2 separate regions of the Zea mays genome follow, and region 2 is linked to region 1. Evidence: chromatin contacts called from public Hi-C data. All regions are on one chromosome and are shown on one strand. Each heading gives the region's core, a stretch centred on a gene start, on an enhancer-like site or on the middle of the called end of the contact. The rest is flanking DNA. Distances are from core to core; before and after follow the strand shown.

What was found. A called contact is a pair of places that touch in the nucleus more often than the background predicts.
Region 2: a Hi-C map of leaf shows a contact between it and region 1, with 4 times the contacts expected there. The contact joins the promoter of LOC542193 here to the promoter of LOC100191784 in region 1. A contact is called at or near these places in 5 of 25 Hi-C or Micro-C datasets (bundle sheath, ear, leaf and 1 more).

What each region holds. Positions count from the first base shown.
Region 1 is chr6:170,114,191-170,118,450 of Zm-B73-REFERENCE-NAM-5.0, forward strand. LOC100191784 reads left to right here and starts at 2,139. Exons shown (of 10, transcript NM_001137209.2): 1 at 2,139-2,375; 2 at 2,493-2,549; 3 at 3,632-3,814; 4 at 3,909-3,993. The coding sequence starts at 2,139.
Region 2 is chr6:170,386,817-170,391,257 of Zm-B73-REFERENCE-NAM-5.0, forward strand. It overlaps LOC542193 (expressed protein DH12), which reads left to right and starts at 2,591. Exons shown (of 4, transcript NM_001111807.2): 1 at 2,591-2,972; 2 at 3,074-3,358; 3 at 4,253-4,441. The coding sequence starts at 2,706.

The sequences.
Region 1 (4,260 bases), core at 889-3,388:
GACCATTATTGGTACTCCATAACCACCACAAGTGAATTGCCCCTCCATGCTAAAGGACACTTCTCCCAACACCAATGCATGCAATATATGCTTCCTAACATGCAAGAAAGCCACGTGACTCATTAACCTAAAGTATACGCTCAACATTCTGACACGAGGGACGTCTCATGTACTCCCCACTGAACACCTCAATCACACTCTGTGTCTCTACATGTGGGGTTGTTGGGTATTTACTGTGTGGGGCCTGCAGTCGAACCGACTTGTAACTCTTTCTCCTTCCCTGGTCTATTAAAAGAGGAGTAGAGGAGCATAGAAGATAATTTGATTCTAAATCACCTCACTTGATCTAAAAGAGTGCAGCATGTAAGGGTAGGCTTAAAAGTGAGCTCGACACAATTAATCTAGAGCTTTTCACCAGAACCATACGAGAAGGTAGAGCTAAGAGGTCATGATGATCAGTAACGAACGCTTAAGGCTGCAATCTTTTTTCACCTTTGTGTTCATCGGTCCGTCACAATAATAGGTCATCGCCTATTACACGCTCTACGGTCGAAACATTTCTAAACAACCCTCATGCTCGTACCAGACTGTACATAGGTTTAGCGTACATCCGATTTATGGCTTCGCTCTATCCGTAATGTTGTTCATGTTTTGTTTACGTTCGATACTCTGTGTCGTACTGCTATATATATGACAATGAGAGTTTTATTTACAGTTAATACCGTAACACGATGACATATTTGATGACTTGATATGTTAATTACGAAGAGAGACTGATAAAGCATTTACATAATTTTATGATACTGACAATTACGGTACAAAACTTTGATTGAAACGGGGGGCAGACAAAGGCAAATCTACTCATCGTTGACCAAAAAAAAGGCAAATCTGCCGGTAAAACCTCCTTTTGGACCCTAGGAAATCTGTATGAAAAATATAGGAATTTGGTTCCTATAGGAATCAGCACTGCAATGCCCTTTGGTTGGCAGGTTTGAGACTTTGAGGCGTGGGAAAATTGGAGGGTAAAAATCCTTTGGAAGCATTTCACGGAAGAAACATGGGAAAGAAAACATGCACTCTGATCTCATTTTTCTAGCATGCGCATAGAATGAAGATAAAGGACAAGTCAAAGACTACAGAGACAGAGAGAGGAAGTATAGCACTGGCCCACATGTGTAATTAAGTAGCTTGATAAAGAATCTCGTAGGGATTTTTACAAACACTGTTATGGACTCGTCCCTTACGTGTTTCCTACAATCATCCGAACACAATTCAACAAATGTTCCTATATTTTTATTTGTCTGTTTTGCACATACATCTATGTTATATCCCTGTGTTTTCCCTGTTCCTGCAATTTTTTTCTTTCAAAGGAGGACTAAGCAAAGACCTCCTTCCGTGCTTGGCCTTTCCCGGGAGCGTGACGCTGCCGGGGCCGTTTTCGCGAAAGCAGGACGCACACAAACACACAAACAACCAAGCAACAATGGCAAACGAGCGAGCGCGGAGGAAAAGCCACCTTTTCTTCGAGTTCTACCTCTAGCTGGTCCCGACGCCCGAGGGCCGACGGCGAGAGCAGACCGGGCCTCCTCCCTGTGCGGAAACAGTTCAGTCCTGCTCGGCTCGGCACACCACCAACGGTTACGCGCCTACAGACGCCGTGCCGCGGCGCCCGAGGACAAGGAACCCCACCAAAACCACCCGCCGAAACCGAGCCAAAAGCTCTGTGGTCCCCTCGTCCACGGCCACCGACCCCACCATCCATAAACTCGCCACGGCCACTGCCGCAGCGGTCCGGTCAGGAGGGGCGGGAACAGGAACCGCGGCCCGCACGCATCGAAGCCGCTGCGGTCTGCGCTCTGCGGTGGTGGGCTCTGGCTCTGCCTCTGGCTCTGGCGCAGGGGCGTGGGGGACGGGACTGGCATTGCCACTGCCCAGCCGCGGGAGCGGCCCCTCCGGGGGGACAAGCGCATTAATGCCACTGCCGCCTCCGCCGATTTAACTCCCCGCCTCTATCGCCCTCACCTTCACCTGTACGCCGTCCCGCTTCGCTTCGGAGAGGTCGCTGCCTGTGCCTGCCATCAACGTTCCCTCGCTGGTTGAGGTAGACCCACCGACCCCCAGTACTAGTCGGGACAGAGATGGGGATTGATCTCAACGCCGTGGGGGAGGACGACCCGGCGGGCGCGGTGTGCGCGGAGCTGTGGCACGCGTGCGCGGGGGCTGGAGTGGCGCTGCCGCGGCGGGGCAGCGCCGTGGTGTACCTGCCTCAGGCGCACCTCGCGGCGGGCGGCTGCGACGGTGGTGGGGTGTCGGCGCCGGCCCCGCCGCGCGTGCCGCCGCACGTGGTGTGTCGCGTCGTCGACGTCGAGCTACGCGTGAGTTGGCCTGCCCCCCCCCCCCCCCCCCCCCACCTTGCATCGTGCAGCCCAGCTGGTGATTTAGTTTTGCTTGCTTTCCTATTCTTACGCCAGTGCGTGTGCGTGCGCGTGCAGGCGGATGCGGCCACGGACGAGGTGTACGCGCGGCTTGCGCTGGTGGCGATGGATACGGTGAGTGTCGTTGCTTCGGAAAAGTTCGTTGCTCGCGGTGGGGGGTGGGGGGGCGCTGTGATTTCAGCCAAATCGTTTCACTGATTTCTACCGCGGATGTTGGATATGGTATCTGTTCCATTGACTTCATTCCCTGTTTCGTCTGCAGTTTGCATTTTGCCAGAGCGTTGGGGGCTTGGGGCTAGATATGACTCGTCACTAGAGTATATTTTTGGTATTCAAACGCAATGTGGAGGACCTGCCATTGCCAACTTCGAGTTGTTCGAAATGATTGGCTTGGGAGTACAGTGTCACATCGATTTAGGGGGTGTTTGGTTTTAGAGACTAATTTTTAGTCCCTCCAATTTATTCCACTTTAGTCACTAAATTGTCAAATATAGAAACTAAAATAGAGTTATAGTTTCCATATTTTGTAATTTATAGACTAAAATGGAATAAAATGGAGGGACTAAAAATTAGTCCCTAGTAACCGAACACTACCTTAGACTAGGAATCGTTTTGGATTCAGATATCACTATTTACCACTTTTTAGTTCGAAGTCCAATACAAATATTGTCGCATACTAATGCAACACCAAATATCTCAAATCGAATCTACACTAAAACAGATACAGATATGGATCATTGAATATCTGGACATCGGCGCATCGATATCTAATTAGTACTAGTACTTTGTTAGAGGCTTGGGCATCGTTAACCACAGTACCTTCTTGTCCTTGCTTGTTAGTCTTTTCCTGTTTTCCTTCTTAATGCTTGGTTAAACTCTCTGAATAATTCGATCAGTCACAGACTAAGTACGAAATCATTCATTGGTTACTGTAGACTGTAGTGATAGCCCCTTTTTTTCATTTATCATGGTACTTTGCTAGACCTTATTTTTTTTGAAGGCATTGCTTCGTCCTTGGTGTTCGTACTAGTTGCTCACTGGTATTGTACTACTAGGAGAATCGATCATAGTTTATTTTGGCATCTCATTGTAGCGGGCAATGAATGGAATAGGAATCTCGCATGCTGCGTGGTTGGAAACAAGATTTTTTCTCTCTCTCCCGTAGGTCTCTAAAAACATTGTTTATTTGGACCCAGATGTTTGGCCGAAACATCAATGATGGTGAAACTGAAGAGAAGAATGGCGAGGAAGAGGATGGCGACGGAGAAAAGAAGCACGCATCACACATGTTCTGCAAGACACTCACAGCTTCTGATACCAGCACACATGGGGGATTCTCTGTTCCACGGCGAGCTGCAGAGGACTGCTTTCCACCATTGGTGATACACATGGAACAGACTTTAGTTTGCTCCTAATCCTAGATTAGGTTGAAGTGCTGCTCTAACCAGTTCCTGTTTCATCTTTTTCTTCTAGGACTATGAGCAGCTTAGGCCTTCCCAAGAGCTTATTGCCAAGGATTTGCATGGCATGAAATGGAGGTTCCGTCATATCTATAGAGGTACCAACACATGGTCTGGTATTTTGGAGTACTCCTAGATTGAAGATCTAATTTGCATCAGAATTTATAATTGTTAATGCAACATCTATATAGTGTATGCTTCTTCATGGTTCACATGGGAAGTGAATGTGCACTATTTTCCCCCAAGGAACGTAATGTTATGCTTGGTAAATGCTATGTGCAAGAACTAGTGGATGAAACTGGGTCAGCAACAGTAATTCAGGATGAAGTATGTTTATTGTTGGACTAAAAAGACTTAATGTGTTT
Region 2 (4,441 bases), core at 1,341-3,840, 270 kb after region 1:
GCCTTCATAATGAATTATAATGAATCTATTCGTGATGCGCATGATATTTAGACTAGAATTAAAAATAAATTTGATGAGTCCAAACATGATGGTTCATTTTGTGCTTCTACTTCCTTTGGTCCTTGTGAAACTAACCCTTTGAAGGAAGAAGAAGAAAGTGAACGTTGGAGACCAAATGATGAATCCACCTCTCCAAAAGGTTTGTCTTCCCATTTCAACTCCTTGCAAGAAAGAACTTGTGTTTCTCCTCTTTTTATCTAAGCCCTCTTGCATTATTCTCCACTAACATTTCTATTAGTATTGCTATTGATTAAATTCCGCACTCTTTGAAAACAATACTCGTTGCAAGCAAAGAACTTAGTTTTTATACTCTGATAATTGTGCATCTTGTTCTAACCACTAATCAAGGGATCTAGTTGGGGTGTAAAGTTATAATTTTCAAGTTTCGCCTATCCACCCCCCCCCTCTAGGCGACTTTCAGCCCTCCCTTTGGAAGAAATTAAAAGAGAGGACCTTCCGGGGGAGAAGCACATTTGACAAAAGATAGATGGAAACAGAGGAAACAAGCCCAAGAACGATGACAAAACAACAACGTATATGGCTCACGCACGACGCGTAACGAACCGTCATAGGAAAGGGTCCGTCCCTTACACTGCATTAACCCCCAAGTAATCCACATGGATTACTCGGGGGCTACATCTAACAGATACGCTTGTGCGCACCCAAAAAGGAACCACACAAGAAAAGCTTCTACGCAACTCCAAGGAGTTACACAAAGGCTCGGGGGTTGTTGTTGGGTACTTGGTAACATGGTACCCAAAGAGGGCACGGAGGCCTCCCATAGACGGTCCATGAACCAAGCGGCCCGCCTACCAAGCATCTCGGCGTAAAGGTCCAAAAGGCCTCCCGAGGACGGCCCGCCAGGCCGACTAGCTAGCCCACCAAACAAATATCCGTCGAGCAACCCGTTGAGGCCAGGCCGCCGAGCAACCCAGTGAGGCGTGGCTACCGATCAACCTGCCCGCCGAGCAACCCAGCGAGGCGAGGCTGTCGACTAACATGCCCGCCGAGCAACCCGGCGAGGCGAGGCTACCGACCAACCTGCCCACCGAACAACCCAACAAGACAATAGCTGACTCTCAGGAAAAGCCGACCTAGTACTATCAAGCCACGTCGACACGATGGGACATCACCGAGCCATACTCGGACTATGGAATAGGTACCGAGGGGTCCCTGTCAGGAACGACGCCAGATACGTATCCCTGCTGACTAGTGGGATCAGACAACCCCGGTCGTAGAAACCTCAACATTGGGGTCTCTACAGAGACCCATACACCAGAGGGGACGGGGCAATACAACGTACCAGACGTGCGTCTACGCATGATAAAAGATGACGCTAGTGGGATGACGGAAGATGAAGCTGTACTGAAGACATCCCTAAACCACTCATTGAGCTGACTCAATAGAACCGACAAGCACCGCCACATCTAAATTGGAGTAGCTACAGGAAGGCGGACAGGATACGACGCCATACCAGAGGTACGACAGCGCACGCCTCGGCAGACGACTCCGTAGGGGCTACAATGCCTAGAAACATGATTCAACAGATGAGACCATAGGGGCTACGAGGCCCAGAAAGGAGGAGCCCAAACTCCACTCCAGTAGAATACTAGTCCTCATTGTAACGTCTACCCTTGGGCTATAAAAGGGCAAGACAACCCCATCCAAAGATCATCCCATATCTCTATGTATTCACACAAGCACTCAGTTGTAACACGTTCCAAGCAATACCACGATCAGCACTACACTGGACTAGAGATCCGGTCTGAATCAGTATAACCAACTCGCCTTAGATCCACCCTCGAGCCCCCGTAGCTCACCATTCGGAGTGAGTCCGAGCTAGCACCCCTGTCGAACACAAATCTTATTATACCCCGGTTACATAAACCACGACAGGTTTAGATCGTTGGATAACTCTTATCCCTTACTCAAATCCAATAGACAATATCATTTGGATTATTCTTCTCCCCTCAATCCTCCCCTGACCTTACTGCCCCAACCTCTCTCCTCCTAGTGACAGCGTGGCATCCTCCCCTTCCCTCACTTGTGTCGTCGTCCATGTCGATCCCTCTCCTCACGTTAACAAGTCGTATGATAGTATGATAAGGGCAGTGTAGGGACATAGCTGGATACTTAATTGGATGTTAAAATTTTAGTCTCCTTTCTTCAATTACGAACAACGTAAATTTATATTTATGTTTTTAGCATTGAGATTATTAAAATTTATAAAAAGTACATCTCAAATTTGCTCTATATATTTTTAAACAATTAATATAAAATTCATGTTATTCGGGTTCAGATGTTTTTCGCTTTTTTATTATAGGGTGAAAATAATGTAAAAAATTATTAAAAACATATTCTTATCTTTAATAATATATTTAACAACATGATTAAAGATTAGCACAAATTTTATATAATCTATATTAAAATATTAGATTTATCATATAATTCGTTGCGGTTGTGTTTCTTCCCCGCAATTTCCTCAAACGAAACTTGAGCATAGGTACCGTAATTTTTTTCATAACATAAAACAAAGAAAAGGAGTGGGGCGGTCCCTTTTTGCAAACCAACACAAACGCCGAATCGAGTCAATCGGCATTCGGCCGTCCCCAGTCCACCGGAAATAATTGCCTTGATCAGCAACGATGGCGGGAGATCCGGCCGCCGGGGTCGGCGGCAACGCCCACCCCGCGTCGGGGAGCAAGAGCTCCCGCTCGTCGACGCGGCACCGTCAGTTCCGCGACCGAGCCAAGGTCCGAGTCGACGACCTACAAGAGATGTTCTGCGGCCTCCAATCCGCTCGCAAGGAGAGCCGCTCCGCCGACGCCGCTGTCCTCGAGGAGCAGGTCCACCAGATGCTCCGCGAGTGGCGTGCCGAGCTCAGCGTCCCATCCCCGGCTTCCTCTCTCCAGGCAAGTCCCCCGAACCCTAGCCCTCCGCCCGTCCCACCGTTCCCCTTTCGTCTTTCGTGCGCAGTAGATTGGTGCTGACGGGTATTCATGGTGCGGCGCAGAACTCGCAGGGGAACAACCGGGAGGCTTCGGATCCACCGTCGGATACGCTGCGACTGCTGCAGCTGGCGGTGCCCGAGGAGGAGGACGATGCCAGCAGTAAGCTCCTGGTGCCCCCTTCTCGTCAGACCCACGAGCACGGGCAGGACAGCAGGATGGCCAATACTGATCAGCAGTGTGAAGCTATAGATGGGGGCACTGCTCCTGCGCAGCACTCTCTAGGTCAGGGAGTGGATGGAGATTGTGGAGAAGTGTCTTCTGTTGCTAATGCAATGTTCAATCATCGGGTAGTCTTTTTATTTTCAATTATCGTTCTGGAAACTGTTCTTTTTTCAGATTGATAATGCGGAGGAGCTTGTCTCGATGAATTACTAACATTGTGATGCTAGTCATTCTAAGGAAACCCAAGCATGTGGATTTTGTTGGATAGTGTTTAACTTTTGAGTGATTGGTCACTTAGGCATTCTCTCACTGAGGCTTTTCGTTCTAGAGGATATCTATGTGTAGGATGGTCTTTTTTTAATTACTATGTTGATGATATTGTCACAATAACAAAATATGTCAACTGGATACAGTATCTTTGTTTGCATTAGAACTCACTAGTTTTCTTCCATCTTGTTATGTTGTTCAGTTGCAAATTATATACCATAGTATCAGTATGGATCAGCACTATAAACTAACTTCATTCATGAGTGATGACTTGTTTCAACTCGCAGTGCCTGATACTTTAGTGCTATACATGAGTATCATAGACAATATGTTGATGCATGTGGAATAATGTGGTAGTACTATTTAAGCTTCTGAAGAGTACAAGTCATAACAGTATATCTTTGTGTAGTTAGGCTAGTTGTAAATAAAAAATAATGGTAGACTCTTGAAAAATCACAATTTTAGGCCTCATATCATGTCTCAAAGTTTTGAGTTTCTGATTCAATTTAATTGTTATGGGCTCTAAACTGTACCTTGTGACAAAGGAGCATATGTACATGTTATGTTACTTGTAGGTTTGATACATGATTACGAACCTAGACACAAAACAGAGGACAATAATTGGCAGTGGTTGGCTTAACCAATAACATGCTGTTTCATACCATTCCATTATTCTGTTGCATGTAGTGTATCATGTTTCTTTTACCATCTCTATTGATAGCTTTAATGAGCCTATCTTACTTTGCTTGCAGATGTACTATACAGACTATGAACTTAATATTGATGATTTTCTGTGTGGTGATGGTTACAAAATAAATATTTCTGGTTCTAATGAAGATCAGTTCAATAATCTGCATGGGATTGGCCAGTTGGGACATCAACAGTTTGATTTGCCATTAGATTTGCCACCTACTCATTCATATGCTGATGCAAATAACTCT